Linked DNA regions of Rattus norvegicus: region 2 is linked to region 1. A link is a contact called in public Hi-C data. All regions are on one chromosome and are shown on one strand. Each heading gives the region's core, a stretch centred on a gene start, on an enhancer-like site or on the middle of the called end of the contact. The rest is flanking DNA. Distances are from core to core; before and after follow the strand shown.

Region 1 (6,668 bases), core at 1,696-4,195:
ATAGATAGATAGATAGATAGATAGATCGATCGATCGGGATAGAGATAGATAGGATAAAAATAAAAGAAAGAACCAAACCTAATAAGAAGCCCAAGGAGAGAACAAACAATGGTGTCAGTTCCTTCTTTGCTTAGAGCAAACCATTACATCAGTGCTCTTAAGCGCTGAGCCATCTCTTCAGACCTTTTGCTGGTTTTTTCAAGACAGGGTTTCTCTGTGTAGCCTTGGCTGTCCTCGAACTCACATTGACTCCCCTCCCTCGCCTCCCCAAATGCTGGGATTAAAGCTGCATGTCACCACGCCTGGCCCTAGTTTCTCTCTTCAAACTCCATTACCAGCATGCACAGAGCCTGCATGGGTCTGCACCCAGGCCCTCCAAGGTACATTATATAAATTCCAATTTAACGTCATTATGGGATCCCTGAATGTGTAAACAAGTGTTTAATACTTTTTCTTAAAATGTACACTTGGTGTTTTTCCTGCAAGTATATCTGTGGGAGGGTGTCAGATCCCTTGGGACTGCAGCTACAGACAGTTTTGAGCTGCCATGTGGTGCTGGGAACTGAATTTGGGTCAGGTCCTCTAGAAAATCTGCCAGTGTTCTTAAGCGCTAAGTCATTTCTCCAGTCCAGGGTCTCTGATTCTTGTGCCTTCTCTTGGGCTCTTTTCCTTCTGTTATTTGTTTTGTCCAAATCTGATGTGATAGTTTTTGTTTTATCTTATTACCTTTTATTTTGTTATGTTTTATTATTATCCCCCCCTTAGAAGCCTGTTCTTTTCTAATGAGAGAGAGAAAGGGGACAGATCCAGATGGGAAGGGAGGTGGGAAAGAACTGGGAATAGTAGGGAGAGGGGAAACTGTCATCAGGACATATTTTGTGAGAAAAGACTCTATTTTCAATAAGAGGAATGAATGAATGAATGAATGAATGAATACCTAAATAAATAAATGCTGCATGACCTTGTCAAGGCTCCTAACCTCTCTGAACATTAGATTCTGTTCATGCAAAAGGAGCTTACGGAGCCTAATCAGCCCAGTGTCCAGAAGGCTGGCAGCTAGAACCAAAGCCAAGGGCGAGAAAAAGCAGCATGTCTTAGCTGTACACTGGTGTTCCCATCTCCCAGAGAAAAACTCGCCTTCCCTTACCCAGGTGCTTGGTGTTGAGACTGAAGTCCACACAGGTAACTGCATCTCGGTGGCCCTTAAAATGTCTCTCCAGTGAGGGGTCCTCCTGGGAAAGAGCAAGGTCAAATGGTTGTAACCAGAAACAAAGGCTTCTCTGGAACCAAGACTCTTCCTATAACCAGGAGATGTTAAAAGCACTCGAATCACGATCTTGTACGTAGAAAATCCTAAGGAATCCACTAAAAACTAGTATGGCAAGAATAGGTACACAATCAGCAAACACGCGTCCAAGAACGAACAGAAGAATCAATAAATTCACAACTAATGAATATGGGCCCAGTGTGGGGGCAAACACCTTTAATCCCAGCACTTGGGAGGCAGAGGTAGGTGGAATTCAGTGAGTTCAAGGCCAGCCTGGTTTACAAGGTAAGTTCCAAAATAGCCAAGACCATAGTAAGTTATCTCCCTCTATCTCAAACATCAGAAATTAAAAACAAAATAAAACAACAACAAAAACAAAAAACAAAACAACTTTGGGAAAGGATATTTCTATGAAAGCCATTGCTATTCCACAAAGCTATACCTACCCTAAACAAAGGTGAGGCCCAGTGCCCAGCTCCGCCCAAGCACACCTGCAGGACCACGCCTTTTAACAGATGGTGGGGTAGGTCAGGGGGAGGCTCCAACTAAGCAGCAAGTACTCACTCATTCTGCCTCCTGTCCTCACCAGAGCCTCTTAGAAACATACGGGTGAGGTCGTGTCCATCCTAGGCTCAGTGGGCAGAAGCACGTTCAACCCTGATCAGTGAGACCCCTTCCCTCCCAATGCCTTCTTCCCTGAGCGGTTTCCTGCTTGTAGGCCTCCTCTCCCCTAAAATCTGTGTGTGGCTAAATGTAAACAGAATATCAAATTGGCAATCAAAAGTCTGGCTCCTATTTCTACCCAAGTCTTCTCAGGCGCCACCAGCTATCACCTGGTCATGTAGAAGCAAATTCTTATTTAAAAGACCAATTTAGAGTCCTTTTCTGGATTGGGAAGAGGGGTCAGAATCAAGCCCATGTCACACTGCAGGCCTCCGCCATCCCAGGCATCCCAAAGGCCTACTGCTTCTACTTGTTGGGAAAGGATGTCACCTCCAAAAAGACCTGTTGCTCTGAAGAGGACAAACTTACGAGGCTCACCCTGGCCACGTCTGGGGCCACGTCTGGGGCCACGACAAGGGTCGGGCCTTGATTGTGTCTTCCTCGATAAATCGTACATCCCAGAGGCAGGGACTTGTTTGTTCGCCCTGGTGGTCCAGCATCTAGCCTGGCACTTGGGGTGCTAAGTCAATGCCCGGCCCACCCTGTAATCTTGGATGAGGAGGTCACCTTAGAACCCCACGTCATCACCCGCCCCTCTCGCGGCCATTGTTCCAACCAGCCAGGCGCCCACTCTCCAGGGACTTACCTGGCTGTGAGCAGCCATGGCAGGGCTAACGGGGCTGGTAGTACCAGCGGCGCCCCAAATGCGGGAGATAGCTGGGTCGACAGTTGTGCCAGTTCAGTTTCCGCGCCCCCAATCGCCGCCAATAGCAACGCCGGTGGCGTCGCCGCGTCCCGCCCACCGCAATTAAAGGAGAAGCGCCCTAGGTTTTTGCCCTCCGACCGGAAGTTGGGTTGCTCGATGGGCGCCACGTTCTTGTCCTCTAGCTCTGCCAGATGAGGTAACCGGCCGAGCAGCCAAAAGCTTCACTTCGCTGTCACACTTTCCTCCTGAGAACTTAAAAAATCCTAGATGAAGGTTTCGGCCTTTCAGCTCTAGCTCTGGTAACGAAGCACACAGCCATCGGGGAAATGAAGTTCTACATAGCACTTACCCCACAGTCTTAATAAAGGTAGAACTACATTTCCCAAGATGCCCCGGGACGGGAGGATTTTTACCATTTTGAGTGACGGCCTTAAGGATTCCGGAAGGAGGATACTGGTATTGCTCTTGGCTTAAAGCTTCCGCCCAAGGCGCCACTGAAAACCAGTTATTAGCGCCTTGGTACCCCAGAGTGGTTCGTTCCTGCTCTTAAGGGTATATTTTTAAAAAAAGAAAAAACCGGAGTCACTCAGAATAAGAACCATGGATTAGAGAGACCTAGGTTCAATTCTTAATTCTCTACTGAGTGACCTCAGGAAAAATGCATCTACTCTGAGGACTTGCCTCCCCATTTGTCCTAGGAGGACTGTGATTGCGTCCCGTCTTGCTCAGAACTCTTTAGCCTTAAGAAGCCTTTACATACTGTATGTCTGAAAGAAGTCGATATATTCCCATCACTGGGTAGTCTGAGGATAATCTTGGGTTTGTGCTACATAGCCTGACCCGAGCTTCCAAAAAAAAAAAAAAAAAGGTAAAAGAAGCAATCCTCGGACCCGACCACCAGAGGTCGTCCTTTCCCACTTTCTGCAGTGAAGGCCCGGAGTGACCTATACATCTGACCTGTACTGGATGTTTTGTAAGAATCAAGAACCTTCTATCACCTCTCCTGAGGAAGCCAACTTGTCCATAATCAAACACTAACTAGGATCTGGCTGTGTCCTGAGATTTCTTACCACATGTCTAGGCTTGAAACTGTGTCCCTAAATCTGCAGGGACAGTAAACTCAGTAAACTGGCATGTGGGAAAGTGTATCTGGATCTAAAAGAATGACTCATTGGTTAAGCGTGTATACGGTTCTCCCAGAGGACACAAGTTCTATTCCCAGCTCCCGCATCAGATGGCTTACAACTCCAGTTTGTAACTCCAGCTCAGAGGCAATTCAACACCTCCTGTCTCCTGAGGCGCGCGCGCATGTATACACACACACACATACACACACACACACTCACACACACCATTAAAACGAATTTTTAGTGTTTTGATGAGAGATACAGGATATGTATCTGAACCTATTTTAACTATGTTGGCATAGAATTGGTTCCTTTGTGTTAGGAATGTTTAAGCTAGTTTAACATAGGCCATTAATTATGAAAGTCCCAAGACAAAAATAGTTGCCTACTTATACAATACTCTGGATCATTCCGTACTGTTGAGAGGACAGATTCCAAGTCTTCCCATAAACAGTGTTCAGTTTGTCTCTAGTCTGTAAGTGTCATGAGCACCCAACGCTAGAAACGTGATGGCCACATTTGTGTATTTCTACAATGTCAAAATGTATTGAATGTCAATAAATTCACGCGCTGTATCACTTTGCTGCTGCTGCTCTGCTTTTGAGATCAGGTCTCTCTACGTAGTCCTAGTTTTCCTTCCTCGGGCAGCTCCGGGTTGTTTTTTTTTTGTTTGTTTGTTTGTTTGTTTTTGTTTTTCCGGAGCTGGGGACCGAACCCAGGGCCTTGCGGTTGCTAGGCAAGCGCTCTACCACTGAGCTTAAATCCCCAACCCCTGTGGGTTGTTTTTTTTTTTTTTTTTTTGGTTCTTTTTTTCGGAGACCGAACCCAGGGCCTTGCGCTTCCTAGGCAAGCGCTCTACCACTGAGCTAAATCCCCAACCCCCTGTGGGTTGTTTTTATTTTTACTTTTTTACATTTATATGCATGAGTGCTTTGCCTACCTGTATGAATATGTGCCACACTTACGTCTGATATCAGATCCCCCGGAACTGGAGTTTCAAACAGTTGTGAGCTGTCATGTGGGTGCTGGGAACTGAAACCGGGTCCGTGGTAAGAGCAGTGGTGCCCTTGGTGTTCTCTCTAGCAACCAGCCACGGGCTCTTTTTATTCTTTTTCTTTCATCTTGCTTTTTATTTATTTTTATTTTTTTTGAGAATGTTGTGGGGTAGCCACCAGAGAAGACTGCTAAGACATGGATTTAACCAATAGAAAGTCCTGATTAGCCAGCCAGTGACTACACTGGGTATTCAAGATTCCCATAGTAGACATGAGCCTTTCTCAGGGTGAGCCCAAAAGCAAGGTTAGTACATTTAGAGAGTTTCCTACATCTCTGGACTTTGCTGGATTAGGTATTTGATGTAGTTTTGGCAGGTGGTGCTATCCATGTGCTGTGCTTTACGGCAGGTGGTGCTATCCATGTGCTGTGCTTTACGGCAGGTGGTGCTATCCATGTGCTGTGCTTTACGGCCTCCATGGTACTTCCACCACGGAAGTCAGTCAGTGCTAAGGTCTGGGAACCTGTCCCAAGAAGGGTTTCACATAGCCCAGGCTGGCCTGCAGATCACAACATTGGCTGAAGAAAGCTTTGAACTTCAGATGGTCCTGCCTCCATTCTGGAAATGCAGGTTTATACCATCGTGTTTGATTTACACGATGGTGGGGACTAAACCCAGGCATTCATGCATTCTAAGCAAAGCAAGGTCCCATCTGAGCTATAACTCTAGCTTCATGATTTCAGTCTTAATTACTAATATTGCTTCCAGATCGCCTACCTTTACATAATAATATACATGAAAGTATGTGTATGTATAAATATATAGGTATACACAATGTATTATTATGTAAACTACAAAATGACTACAGAGAGGTTTAAGAGGCTAGAGAGTTCAAAGAAGCCTTGCTGGAAGGAGAGGTGGGGAACGGGTACAGATGCAAAGAGTTAGTTATATACGTTAACATGGTGTTAGAGAACACAGTCGAGAGCTGCCAGTGGTGCCCAGGGCCACCCTGCAGAGGCACAGGGGCTGCAGAGACAGAGGGGCTGCAGAGACAGAGGGGCTGCAGAGGCACAGGGGCTGCAGAGACAGAGGACATCTCAGATACGGATGGACAGAGAACTTTGAATGGACCAAGTTAAACAGGGAGTTGCGCTGAGCCTTGAGAACTGTGAATTCTGGGGTTGGGGATTTAGCTCAGTGGTAGAGCGCTTGGGTTGAACCCCTGGGTTCAGTCCCCAGCTCCGAAAAAAAGAAAAGAAAAGAAAAAAGAGAACTGTGAATTCTGTTGGCTCCCAGACACAGTCACTTGGTGACTGGGCGACTGGTTACTGAAAAACAGGTTAATGGAGCTGTTACCATGGTGGCGTTAGGTGTTCTTTTTTATGGGACCCAGAGGAGGTTGCACCCTTCCTTGGTTTAGTCTGTTCCAAGGAGCTCTCAAGGGGCTGAGCATGACGGCACAAGCCTTTGATCTCTTTGGAAGCAGAGGCAGGAGGGTCTCTGAATTTGAGGCCAGCTATTTCCAGATCAGCCAAGGTTGCAGAGTGAGACCCAGGCTCAAAATGACAACAAAGTTCTCAGACCTGGAGTCTCTAGTATGGTTCTAAAACACCATGTGCCTACATGCTCCCTCCGGACACGGAGAAGGGTGTAGGTGGTGACTTCTCACTTGACAGAATGAGGTCTTCATCAGTATGTGTCTCATGACTGGTGATAAGTTACGTGTGCAAACAAGAAGAATAGAGTCGTTCCGCCTCCCTGCACTCACTACAAAACCAGCTGCTGCTGTGTAACAGCAAGGCTGTAGGGCCGGAGGGCAAAGCAGAGCTGATAAACCACTGCTTCGCACAGCGTAGCGCAGCTTAGAGCAGGGTACAGTCAGCTAAACATTCAAGGCACAGGGGTAGA
Region 2 (6,668 bases), core at 1,756-4,255, 190 kb before region 1:
GGGCTGCCCTGGCCCTGCTGCTCCTGCGTCCTCCCCCAAGGACTGGGCTCCACGTGAATCCTACGCAGTACTAACTAAGCCATGTATGATGAGTTTCTGGCTGTCCCTTCTAAGCCCTAGTGTCCCTGGGCCAGCTCAGGACACTCCCTTCACTCAAAGACAGGTCCGGCTTTGACCTGTTCCTGGGAGCTTGAGGTAGGGGCTGAGAACTCTCGAGCCAGGAGTCCAAGGCAGCTGCACCCTCTATCACAAGCCTGCAGACATCCGGTCTGCTACCCGCTGTTTCTCAGCACCCTTGCCCAGGACTTCCACCAGAAGGGATTTTAAAACCTGTGAGGAACAACAGTGTCCTGGAGCATGTCCCAGTACTCAGGAGGCCGAGGAAGGCAGATCTCTCTGAGTTTGAGGCCAGCCTGGTCTACATAGCAAGTTCCAGGATAGCCAGAGCTACAAAGTCCCTGCCTTTAAAAAAAAAAAAAATAGGGGTTGGGGATTTAGCTCAGTGGTAGAGTGCTTGCCTAAGAAGCACAAGGCCCTGGGTTCGGTCCCCAGCTCCGAAAAAAAGAACCAAAAAAAAAAAATAAATAAATAATGTCTGAGGAAGAATAAGGCCAGAGTTATTGTCCTTCCTGAATGTGCCCAATCAGACTCTTCTTTAAGGTCACACACCGAAAAGCAGACTGCTGGTTAGAGGTAAGGGGGCTCAGACTTTATAAACAGGATTTAGCAATTCTGTTTTTTTGTTTTGTTTTGTTTCCCAAGACATATTTTCTCCATGTAGCCCTGGCTGGCCTCAAACTCAAGAGATCTGTCCACCTCTGCCTCCAGTTGTTGGGGATTAAAGGTATACACCACCACGCCCAGCATCACCCTTTGTTAAAAAATCCCTTTTGAAAGAAACACTGTCTCAGCCCTGAATTTAATGTGTGTATACATTTATTTTTACTTTTGCCCATGTTAGAAGATCAGCAGAAGAAAATGGGGTGGTGATTCTGTAGTTAATTAAAATACTGAAGAGTGGGTAAAGATTGGTCAGGAAAAAAATGGCTGATCGGCTAAGAGCTCTTGCTGCTCTTACAGTCCCAGCATCCCTCAGGTGCTGTCACAACCACCTGACATGACAGTTTCAGGGGATCCAATGTCTCAGGTCTTCCCTGGGCATCAGCATGTAGACAGTGCATACAAACTCGCACACACGCGCACAAATAAAAACAAACAGAAACCAAAGTGTTTAGCACAGGTCCTGGAGGCAGAAACAGGCAGATGTCTTTGAGGTTGAGGCCAGTCTGATCTATACAGCTAATTTCAGGACAGCCATGGCTACATGGAAAGTCCTTGCCTCAAAAAAAGTTTCTATGAGCAAGTTAAGACAACACATATTCGGGCTGGAGAGATGGCTTAGCGGTTAAGAGCACTTACTGCTCTTCCAGAGGTCCTGAGTTCAAATCCCAGCAACCACATGGTGGCTCACAGCCATCTGTAATGAGATCTGATACCCTCTTCTGGTGTGTCTGAAGATAGCTACAGTGTACTCATATAAATAAATAAATAATAATAATAAAAAAGGCAACACATATTCACTTTTAGAAGCAGAATTGATAGCCAGGTCTGTCTGTAATCCTGGTACTCAGGAGGCAGAAGCAGGCAGAGCTCTTGAGTTCAAGGCTAGCCTGGTCTACAGAGTGAGTTTCAGGATAGCTGCTACAGAGAAATCCCATCTGGGGGTATACTACAGAATTACTAAATCCTTTTTATACAGAAAGTTTCAGGATTCCCGGGACTAAGAATCTCCACCCCAGGTATAACACCCTATCCTTGGAAACCCTGTAGCCATCGCATGACTAGCTGAATGAGGAAGACTTCAAACCTCCCTCAACTCCATATGCAAGTCACCTGCCCGCTCATCTTTTCAGCCTCCCACCCTGGCACACTAACACCCCAGACTTGTCACGGATCCCTGAACCTCTTCCCTACCGCTCCACCACACTCCTCATCTCTCCAGGCTCAACTTTTAAAAAGGCTTCTTCCGTTCTCACAACACATGCCTCCAAGACACACGCCTCCCTACACCGCCTCTCTCCACTTGCCTGCTCCCCTGTGTTCCTAACGGTGAAACAAGTCCCTAATGTTAGAAAGGCTACATGTGTGACAATACACTCTCTAGCTTTAATTCTTCAGAAAGCTGAAGCTGTAGGATCATTTGGACAAAACTCATCTCAAATGGAGTCCAAGGACTCCAGTCATGTGGTGCTGTGTGAAAACTAAGATGTGTTCTGTACACTTTACCCCTTGCCTCTCAATCAATCCAGCCCTGTGCCTGCCTCCATGTCATGAAGCCAAAAAAGGTCTCAGGCTCTCCCTCCCCCAGGGGCCCAGGGTCCTTCCCATAGACTCGCATCAGAGATAAACGACATTTCACTGCCAGAAATTGAAGGAAAGACCCAGGATCTCGAGCCAAACACCCAGCTCTGTTACCAGTCGCACCGAGTTTTTTAGTCACCATGAGCCTCAGTTTATCCTTTCTCTCGGTAGAAAACAACTCACCTCTCACTCTCAGAATCGCTGGAAATCTCCTCATTCATTTTGCCGCCACCTTTGGACTTGCCTCTGCTTGCAGCAGAGTCTACCTGGAAATACAACATCCTTTCTTGGTCAAGAGCCCCGGGACTGAGAAAGGAACCTGGCACCTAGCCCTGGCCAAGCAGAAGGTTTTCCAGGATTTGGTGGGTGGAAGAAAAGAGATGGAGGCTCCCTTCTGAAAGAGCCCTTGGAGAAGATACACACATGCTCCGATGGGGGCCCTGGGATGGAATGATGGCTGTCCCAGTAACTAGATCAGTCGCGCCCAGGAAAACTCCATGCTCACCTTTCGCCGCCGCTTGCCGTCCACCGGGGCCGCCCCGGGCCCGGGAGCTGGCTTTGCCCGTTTACGAGTTGCCACGGCGGTCGACATACTGTTCATCAAGGTGCCGCAGCCTCTACTGAAGAACTCACATGGCTGCTAAACCCCGGCCACATGGCAAGACCCGAAACACTGATAGGGTCCCACGGCGAGGCGGGCCCCGCCTTCCGCAGCTCCATTGGACCCTTTAGAAGATCCTGTCACGCCTCCAATCGTCTATTGGACCGGTTCAGTTAGCCACGCCTCCAAGAACTCCTATAGGCTCCGTCGCCAGCCTGGAGTAGGAAGCAAGTCTCTCCTGCTGTTTCCGGCCTGGACCTGTGGCGCTTGCGCTCTGCTAACTCCCTGCTTCCAGGGAGGGGTGGGGCCAGGAGGGCATGCCTGTGCTTGCATATTATGGCCACAAGGGGGAGCTAGAGGTGCGGGGTTCTGTGATTTCCCCCACCCCCCGCCGCCCCCGCTGGGGCGGCGATAAAGCTAACCCAGCCAGGCATTTAAAACATAGGGAATGGATTTCCGGCAGCTCTGGAGAGGAGACAGTATCTGAACCCAGAGCCAAACTCACTGGGCAAATAACATGCTGCGTGTGCCTAATCAAAGCTACATGAGGGGCGAGTCAGTCCCTGCGGCTTTCGATATGTCTAGATTAGTGTCTTCTCATCTGTAGGACCGGTCACCAACCTCGGCCTACCCAGCCTCTGACTCACCCCACTAGCGGCCAAATAACTGGAATTCTACACCACCCCTAAGCTCTTTCCCCTCCTCTGGTGGTTGCTGGGAAATCCCTACCAAAGACAAACCGAAAGCTCACGAAGGGTCACTAGATGGGAGCCCAGACTTGGAACTTGTTTCTTAGGAGGCACACTCAGCATTCCTAATACCAGACAGAATAACAGCCACCTCTTCAAGGTTCCGTTTCTTTTCGGTGAGTGTCCTCTGGCCCTGCCCTGGAGTCCTCCACAGGGCAGGGAAGGGCGGGTTAAAGTGGCTTTTGCTCTCTGGCAGTTAGTTGAAAGCCATTTACCTGAAACCTTGGCTGGCACCCCAGAACTCTAGACTGTTAGCAAAAGGCTTCTTCACCACTTGGTCCTAAGCTCTAGAGAGGTAGATCCGGCTGCAGAGCTACTTATAGAGTCCTTGTCCTATAGTTCAGATGATTCAGCCCTTGCCAGATGACTGACAGAAGGAGGAAATGTTCTAGAAAGGGAGGTGCCCCAGAAGTGGGAGGGGTGAGCCCGCTTTCACTTTTTCTACCACTTCAGGGCACACCTCAAGCAGGAGAGAGTAGGGAGGCAACTTCTCCCTAGCCCCAGGCTGGGCAGAACTGACCGGGGTTCCTTAACCTTGTACTTGCAACTTAGGGAGGAGCATCTCTGAGGTATGAAGCGCAGTTTTGAAGATGGGGATTTGTATACCAAGGAGGAGTAGGAGAAAAAAGGCAAATCTGAACGCTCCCTATCTCCTGCCCCAGGAGAGCCATGGCTCCAAAACGGAAATCTTCCATGCAAACCGAGGGCTCCAAGAAGCAACGACAGGGCACAGGGGAGGAAGGCAGCTTCCGGTCCACTGCCGAGGCTCTCAGAGCAGCTCCTGCTGGTAATCGCATCATCCGTGTGGATCCCCCATGTCCACTCAGCGGGAACCCCGGAATTCAGGTGAGCTGAACCCATGTTCAGACCACAGCCTTCTCCTCCTCGAGTTCTCCGTCCTAGCCCAGTAGCTCCGTGTCTCTCAGTAAGCCAGGGATTGCATACATGTCTTCTGAAGACCACCAACGTGGGCTGCTATTCCATCAGGTCAAGGTGTATCATGTCTGACCACCAGACACTAAGATGTTACCTCTTACATAACACTAAGGAAGGGGCCTGGCTCAGTTTCCCCAGGACCCTCCTCCGTGTTCCTTCAGACTCAGCCCTCAGGGCAGAGCCAGGTCCTTTCCAGATTCCTCCAACCCAGGAAGCATCTCTCTCCAAATTCCCATGTCCACAACAGGGGCTTCATCACATCCAGTCAGACTGTGACCCCAAGAGCAGAGTCACCCAGTGCCAAACAAGTCCCCCCCCCATCCCCACCCCTGATGTTCCCCAGTGTGATACCCAGCCCATGCCCAGCCAAGCTGCCTTCCGGACTCTCTCTACACAGGTCCACGAGGACTACGACTGTACCCTGAACCAGACCAACATCGGTAACAACAATAATAAGTTTTACATCATCCAGCTGCTGGAGGAGGGCGGTCGCTTCTCCTGCTGGAATCGCTGGGGCCGAGTGGTGAGTGAGCCATCACCAGGGCTGCCCTCCCCCACGTTCCCTTCTCTGGGCACACTTCAAGGGGATCCAAAGAGCCACCCTCTCACTCCATCTCCAGCTGTTCAGAGGTCATCGGCCCAGCCCAGAGGCCGGCAAACATTTTTGGTAGAGCGCACCCCTGAAAGTTGTCCCTTGCAGGGAGAGGTGGGCCAGAGCAAGATGAACCACTTCGGCTGCCTGGAAGATGCAAAGAAGGACTTTAAGAAGAAATTTTGGGAGAAGACTAAAAACAAATGGGAGGAGAGAGACCATTTCGTGGCCCATCCCAACAAGTACACACTTATAGAAGTTCAGGGAGAAGCAGAGACCCAAGAGGCTGTAGTGAAGGTGAAAGGGCAGTAGAGGGCAGTAGGGGACAGGAGGGGACAGAGGGAAGGGACTGCCTGCCGCACATCCTCACACCCTGAGAGTCCCAGCCTCCCTGTCTGACCTCAGCCTTTTTTAACATCCTGCCCTGTGTGGGCGCCCTGCCCAATGCCCATGCAGGCCTTATCTCCCCAGGTGGACGGCCCAGTGAGGACTGTGTTTAAGCCCTGCTCCCTAGACCCTGCCACCCAGAAACTCATCACCAACATCTTCAGCAAAGAGATGTTCAAGAACGCTATGACCCTCATGAACCTGGGTGAGGAGGAGCTCTCAGCAGGGTGACGGGGCCCCTGATATCAGGGGCTACAGGGGCTGAGTTCATCCCTTCACCCCCCCCACCCCCAGATGTGAAGAAGATGCCCTTGGGAAAGTTGAGCAAACAGCAGATTGCTCGTGGCTTCGAGGCCTTGGAAGCTCTAGAGGAGGCCATGAAAAACCCCACAGGGGACGGCCAGAGCCTGGAAGAGCTGTCCTCCTGTTTCTACACTGTCATCCCACACAACTTCGGCCGTAGCCGACCTCCACCCATCAACTCCCCTGACATTCTTCAGGCCAAGAAGGACATGTTGCTGGTGAGGGCTGGCTGACCCAGAGGATACCAGGCAGGCTGGGCAAAGATGAAAGAAGCGAAGCGGATGGTCACATGGTCCAGAGGGATAGGCAGCAAGGGGCAGGCCGAGAGCCAAGGGAGGGTAGAGCCAGACAGAGAGATGGGGTGGGGATGGAAGAGCGGAGGCTTGGGGGGGGGGGATATGTGTCACATGGGAGGGGCTGGGCATGGAAGTGGAAGCCCATCCGGCAGGCAAGGTCCAGTGCCTATTCTCTTAGGTGCTAGCGGACATCGAGCTGGCGCAGACCTTGCAGGCAGCCCCTGGTGAGGAGGAGAAAGTAGAAGAGGTACCCCATCCACTGGATCGAGACTACCAGCTCCTCAAGTGCCAGCTTCAACTGCTGGACCCTGGGGAGTCCGAGTACAAGGTGAGCACTGCCCACTTGTCCTTCAGATACCGAGGGAGCTCTAGCTTGCAGCATTCTCTCCTGTGTGCCCAGATGTAAGGAGAGCTCTGGAGTGGGAAGACCACAGGGCACTGGT

The links. A called contact is a pair of places that touch in the nucleus more often than the background predicts.
Region 2: a Hi-C map of liver shows a contact between it and region 1, with 3 times the contacts expected there. The contact joins the promoter of Rrp9 here to the promoter of Poc1a in region 1. A contact is called at or near these places in 9 of 12 Hi-C or Micro-C datasets (the A7r5 cell line, Schwann cells, frontal cortex and 5 more).

What each region holds. Positions count from the first base shown.
Region 1 is chr8:115,797,673-115,804,340 of GRCr8, reverse strand. It overlaps Poc1a (POC1 centriolar protein A), which reads right to left and starts at 2,945. Exons shown (of 11, transcript NM_001109296.2): 1 at 2,577-2,945; 2 at 1,148-1,232. The coding sequence starts at 2,594. It also overlaps a transcript of Rpl29 not described here.
Region 2 is chr8:115,992,517-115,999,184 of GRCr8, reverse strand. It overlaps Rrp9 (ribosomal RNA processing 9, U3 small nucleolar RNA binding protein), which reads right to left and starts at 3,005. Exons shown (of 15, transcript NM_001108778.1): 1 at 2,867-3,005; 2 at 2,545-2,627. The coding sequence starts at 2,962. It overlaps Parp3 (poly (ADP-ribose) polymerase family, member 3), which reads left to right and starts at 3,713. Exons shown (of 11, transcript NM_001008328.1): 1 at 3,713-3,827; 2 at 4,374-4,557; 3 at 5,045-5,170; 4 at 5,348-5,536; 5 at 5,711-5,831; 6 at 5,921-6,147; 7 at 6,404-6,553. The coding sequence starts at 4,381.